Regions from separate parts of the Zea mays genome. Here region 1 is linked to region 2. A link is a contact called in public Hi-C data. All regions are on one chromosome and are shown on one strand. The core of a region is the stretch at or near the end of the contact, and the rest is flanking DNA. Distances in the headings are between cores, read along the strand shown.

Region 1 (3,046 bases), core at 469-2,968, 230 kb after region 2:
TACAAGATGCCATCATTTTTTCTATTTCATTTCAACTTATTGTGTAAGTTACACATAAAATCACTCCAAGTGTCCAAGTTTCAACGTAATCAATACTCCACTTTATCATTTTCATGTAGGGACTTGAGGTTATCTTATTATAGAATGTTTATTACTCTTAGTAATTTGTTTGCATTTTTTGGCTGACACTAAAATACTTACTGAATTTAATTGTTTTTGATGCTTTTCTGCAGGAATAAATTAACAATACACAAATAGCCTTATAAATTCATGAAAATTTACAGAGACGTAACATATGTCCACATGTAATCCTAAAAAATGTTTGGACCATAAAATCCACAATATGCCATCATTTCTTCTATTTCACTTTCACTTGTTGCATAAGTTACATATGAAATCACTAAGTATCCAAGTTTTAACATAATCAATACTTGACTTTATCATTTTCATATGGGGACTTGAGGTCATCTTGTTATAGAAAGTTTATTACACTTGGTAACTTATTTGCATTTTTTGTCTAATCTAGAATATTTTATGAATTTAATTGTATTTTAATGATTTTTTGCAAAATTAAATTGATAATACACAAATAGCCTCAGAAATTCATGAAATTTTACAGAGGCACAACATATGTCCATATATAATCCTAAAAAATGTTTAGACCACAAAATCTATAAGACGCCAACGTTTCTTCTATTTCACTTCCACTTGTTATGTGAGTTACACATGAAATCACTTTATGTATCCAAGTTTCAACATAAACAATACTTCATTTTATCATTTTCATGTGGTGTATTGAGGTTATCGTCTTATAGAATATTTATTAGTTTTGATATCTTATTTGTAATTTTCAGTCGACATTAGAATAATTTTATGAATTTAATTGCATTTTGATGATTTTTTAAAGAAAGAAAATTAATAACACACAAATAGCCTTATAAATTCATGAAGTTTTATAGGAGGCACAATATGTGTCCAAATATAATCCTAAAAATATTGGACCATAAAATTCACAAGATGCCAGCAGTTCTTCCATTTCTCTTTCACTTGTTGCATAAGTTACACGTGAAATCACTATAAGTATCAAGTTTAATATAACCAATACTTCATTTTATCATTTTTATGTGGGGACTTGTGGTTATCTTCTTATAGAATGTTTATTAGCCTTGCTAACTCATTTGTAATTTTTGGTCGACACTAGAATATTTTATGAATTTAATTGTATTTTGATGATCTTCTGCAGAAAGAAATTAATAGTACACAAATAGCCTCAGAAATTTATGAAATTTTATAAAATCACAACATATGTTCACATATATTTCTTAAAAATTTTGGACTCAAAGGAGTAGCTAAATAATTACAAGAACCATGGTATATGTGAAATGGGTGTCTTACACGGTATCCGACAAAAAAAATCGTTACTGACGCTATCCATGACCAGCTAGTTTCGTATTCAATACACGACTATCCGTATTTGCATCCAAAAATATTTGTATTCGAATCCGAAAAAATATGATTTTAGTGATATCCAACCGTATCCGATCTGATTATATCTTTATGGTTCCCCACTCCTAGTGGGTCGGGTCGGATCCCCGCGGGCCTGCCCCACCAATTTTTTTTTTGCCACCCTTACCCATCCAGAGACCTTGTTCAGAAAACCCTACTCGTGCAGGGACCTATCCTCAAAACCACACCGCTTACCCTCCTCGTCTTGGTGCTCCTTCACCTCTCCCCTCCCCGCCGCTCGCGCCTCCGAAGTCCGAACCCAATTCCAAACGCAAATTACACCAAACCATCCCCGAATCATGTCAAAATTTCCCCAATACGCGTCCAAACCCCACCCGACCACCCTCCCCCAAATTCGTTTCGAATCAGATTACCGACGCGACCACCCATCTGGGCTCTGGCCGCCTCGCCCCCCGTCGCTCCCTTCCATGGCGTTTCACGTCGCGTGCCCCATCACTTGGTAATCTCCCTCCCTCTGACCTCTCTGTCTCGTCACCCCCTCATCCTTCTCTATAACGCTCGCGCGCTCTGACGGGCGGGTGGCGCCACCTCCATCTCTCCCTCTGTTCCTCTGCAGCAGGAGGGTGTGCGACTGCGAGCTAGGGTTCGGCGCCGCAGCGGCGAGGAAGGGAGGAGGGGGTGGTGCTGCGGCGGCGGTATGGGCGGGCACGGCGGCGGTGCTCGAGGGGTTCCTCGTGGATCCGTGGCTGCTGCGGCCGGCTGGGGCCGTGGACGAGGATGCGGCGACGGTGCAGGTGGAAGTGCCGCCCCTGGAGCCGGACCCTGAGGATGGGGAGGACGAGGCGCGCCGGGCGGCAGCGCAGCGCGGCGCCGCCGCGGCAGAGGACCTCGCCAGGCGCTTCGAGAGCGGTGCCTACGGATCGCCGGTCAGCGGATCTCTCTCCCTTCCGTCGCTGTTTTGCCGTGTGTCCTGGCTAGTGTGCTTGCTGCCTTGTGTTCGTGGGAAAATTTCAAGTGGGTTCTGTGCCTAGCGTGGCTTATCTTCGTGCTGGATTGTGGGATGCTTGTGGTCTTTTGCTATGAGTTGCATGGAATTCTTGGCTGGGACAAAGGAATCTGATTTATGCATGTTGTAGAAGTTTGCATTCTTTTGTGTTGAGGTTTATAGGATTGCAGTCGACGAAAGACTGTTCCTCTTGGGAATTGTGGGGCAGCCTAGTGCTGGGATTGTATTACTGTGGTTAATTAGCACCATCATTCGGTACTGGCACGCACAACCTAGTCACTGAGCATCAGTGGGCACACGCAGCCATGACATTGCTAATGTTTTGCGGGTGGCAGTATTGGCGCTGGCTTTTCCACCAGTGATGTTTTTTTCCCGTGGGTTGCTCATGAGGTGCTGCAACTGTAATAAGTACGGACTCATATCCAAAATTGTAGGTCATTTTGGCTTTTCTAGGTACATAGCTTTTGCTATCCACCTATATATCTCTAACTGTATAGTCTGTATATCTAGAACAGCCAAAGCGAGCTATATAATTTAGAGCAGATGGAGTAGTATTTTAGGTTTTTCGTTTAG
Region 2 (2,834 bases), core at 111-2,610:
AACTTTTTATAGTTATGTTAATGGATCGTCCCCCTTTAGCTAATGAGGTGGTACTATCCAGAGCGTTGTGATGTGTGCGACTTCGTATCGCGTGGGTTTAGGTGTTTTCTTATGGTCCATTCAGGAGGTAACGACTCATGTCACTTGACGACACACGACGATGGTGGAACCATTATAAGAGCAGAGATGTTTAGATCACAGTTAGATTAGAAAGAAATACAATGATTTTTTGTAAAAGAGACGACGATGGAACCAGGAAAACTAATGCTTTATAGAATTGGCAATTCATGTAAAATATTGAGAAATTTGGAGGGACTATGATTATCCCTAATCATCCAATGACACCTAGAAAGCAACCGTCTCTTCTAAAATCACATGTTACATATGGCAATGCGAAAATAAAGTTAAATTCGATTTAATTGATAACTATATATATACGTGCACACATATATATGTATACAAACACGCACACACATATATGTATCCACACAAATGACTGAAGCTATAACAATTAAAGAATGACTAAAAATATATCAGGCCAAAAAAATATATTTGTCTTTTTGTTTTCACGTAAAAGTTGAATTTTAAATTCATATTTTTTAAGGTGATCGATAACATCATAACTTATGTTAGAAAAGCACGTTAATAAGTTTTCATTATTATTTTATATTTAGTTTTGTATCATTAAATTTATTATCATATCTGTTCCCTAACATATCAAAAAATAATTATAATTTTTTTAGACTAAATTATGCTATTAACTACTTAGGAACAAAAAATAAAGGGAAATTTGGATCCATACCATTAAAAGATCACCACTTTGGATCCATACCATTACTATCTCACTTACATGTGGGTCCACATGAGTGAATGACATGTGGGGTCCATGGTATATATCTAAAGTTTGGATCTTTTAATGGTATAGATCCAATTGTTCCAAAAATTAAACTAAAAACTCCGTTTGTACGTAAAGAAATAAAAAAACTTGTTAACAGGTAAATTGAACCAACTAAAAAATGGAGGGATAAAATAAACTACCAAGATATTATAGGGAGTTATGTGAACATTGTCGATAGACAATGAAAGTATTTTGTACCTTTTCTTAAAAAATATAGACCTCTAGAAAAACTAAAAAAAAACTAGCAGTAGAAAATATGTGCCGGAGAAAACCTAGGAGCAGGGGAGCCCAGCCAAAAGCACAAAGCCATTGGCGACTGCGATCGTCACTCGAAAGCGGCTCGCCGTGTGCCGTCCCCGGCGGCCCACTCCAAAGCCCCCCAATCTTGTCGCTTTTTGCGCGCCGTCGCCCATCTATCGTGTCCGCCATCCCAATCGCCTCCGGCAAAAACCCTCCGTTTCCGCCGCGTCCCCCTCGCTGTCCCGGCTCACCGGACACCGGTCGAGTGTTGGTGCTCGCTCTCGCGGCTCCCCTCTTTCCTGAGCCTGGAAGGGCCGATGCAGGCCGCGCCCGGGAGCGTCTCTTGGGCCGCCTCGCAGCCGTCCGTCCTCGGCCGGTGCGGCGGCGGTGCACCGTCCGCTTCACTCAAGTGGAGAGCTGGCGGCGTCGGAGGAGGGGAATGCAGGGTCCGGGGCCGGGACGTCGTCGTGCCGCGCTCCTGCGCGCGCGCGCAGGAGAAGCGCCTGCCGCGGGTGCGGAAATCCAAGGAGGAGAGGAGGGAGATGGTGGAGTCCTTCATCAAAAGGTACCTTCTTTGTCCAGCTGCCCATCTTTCCGCTCTCTCGTGGATGCACATCTTGCGTTGGAATCATTTGCGCGCCTGCAGCGTATGGTCTGATCGATGCTGAAATGTATAGGGTGTTTGGTCTGACGAATGAACACAACTCACTTTTTTTTTTGTTTGGTTCGTGGAGTGGAATAAGTTGATCCATTACCATCTTTAGTTAGTAATAAAATAATATGGAGGAATACGAGAAATGAAGTCATCCCACCAAATTTGAGGAATAAACTAATGACACACCATCTCATTTTAGGAATAGACTCACGATGCACCATCTCATTTTGGATGGAGTGCCAAACATCCCCTAATGAACCAACCGGTGTTTCCTAGTGGTAGTTGGTAAAAGACACGATCCCAAGCCAGACTTTAGTTTCCGTACTGCCTCAAGCCGTCTGTACCCTAAAATCAAAAATGTTGATTTGGTTTTATTCTAGCTATATGCGAGTCACTCATTTGTGTTAATCTAATTTGAAATCTGTGTGCCGTTACTTGTGCTTATAATAATTCTGACATTTATCCAAAATTTGGCCCGGCATGCAGAGCAGCTGTATTTAATTTGAGATGGTTCATGATTTTTGTTTGGTTATTGTTTGTCTGCTGAATGAATATTCTGCAGGCAAAAAAGACGATTAAAATTGCTAATCCAGTTCACAATGTTTTTGCTCTGTTTCAGCTACCGAGTTTCAAATGAAGGAAAATTCCCATCAATTAATCTGACACATAAGGAAGTTGGAGGATCATATTATATAGTTCGTGAAATCATGAGGGATATCATCCAAGAGAATAGAGTCCTTGGTCCTGGTGGATTGGATGCTATGACACTTAGTTTTGAAGATTGCGCTGATTCTTCAAAGTCATCCATGAAGCTTGAACTGGGTCAAGACAGTATAGAGATCTTAGATATGTCTGGTAGTGAAGTCAGTAAGAGTCATGTACCTGAAATATCCAGCACTGATGAATCGTTTCCATTGCAAGGTAATGCCATCAGCAATCATAGACTGCTGGGTTCATCTAATATCTTAGAGGTTGGTGTTCTGAATAGTGTGGTCCAAAATGGAAGTGTGGCAGATGCAATATTCATGGAAACAAACCTTG

The links. Hi-C and Micro-C count contacts between places; a contact is called where the count stands out from the background.
Region 1: a Hi-C map of endosperm shows a contact between it and region 2, with 2.5 times the contacts expected there. The contact joins the promoter of LOC103650588 here to the promoter of LOC100275620 in region 2. A contact is called at or near these places in 4 of 25 Hi-C or Micro-C datasets (ear, endosperm, leaf and 1 more).

The regions. Positions count from the first base shown.
Region 1 is chr3:135,311,877-135,314,922 of Zm-B73-REFERENCE-NAM-5.0, forward strand. It overlaps LOC103650588, which reads left to right and starts at 1,719. Exons shown (of 12, transcript XM_008676156.4): 1 at 1,719-1,966; 2 at 2,084-2,393. The coding sequence starts at 1,806.
Region 2 is chr3:135,079,333-135,082,166 of Zm-B73-REFERENCE-NAM-5.0, forward strand. It overlaps LOC100275620, which reads left to right and starts at 1,361. Exons shown (of 4, transcript NM_001175133.1): 1 at 1,361-1,703; 2 at 2,413-2,834. The coding sequence starts at 1,456.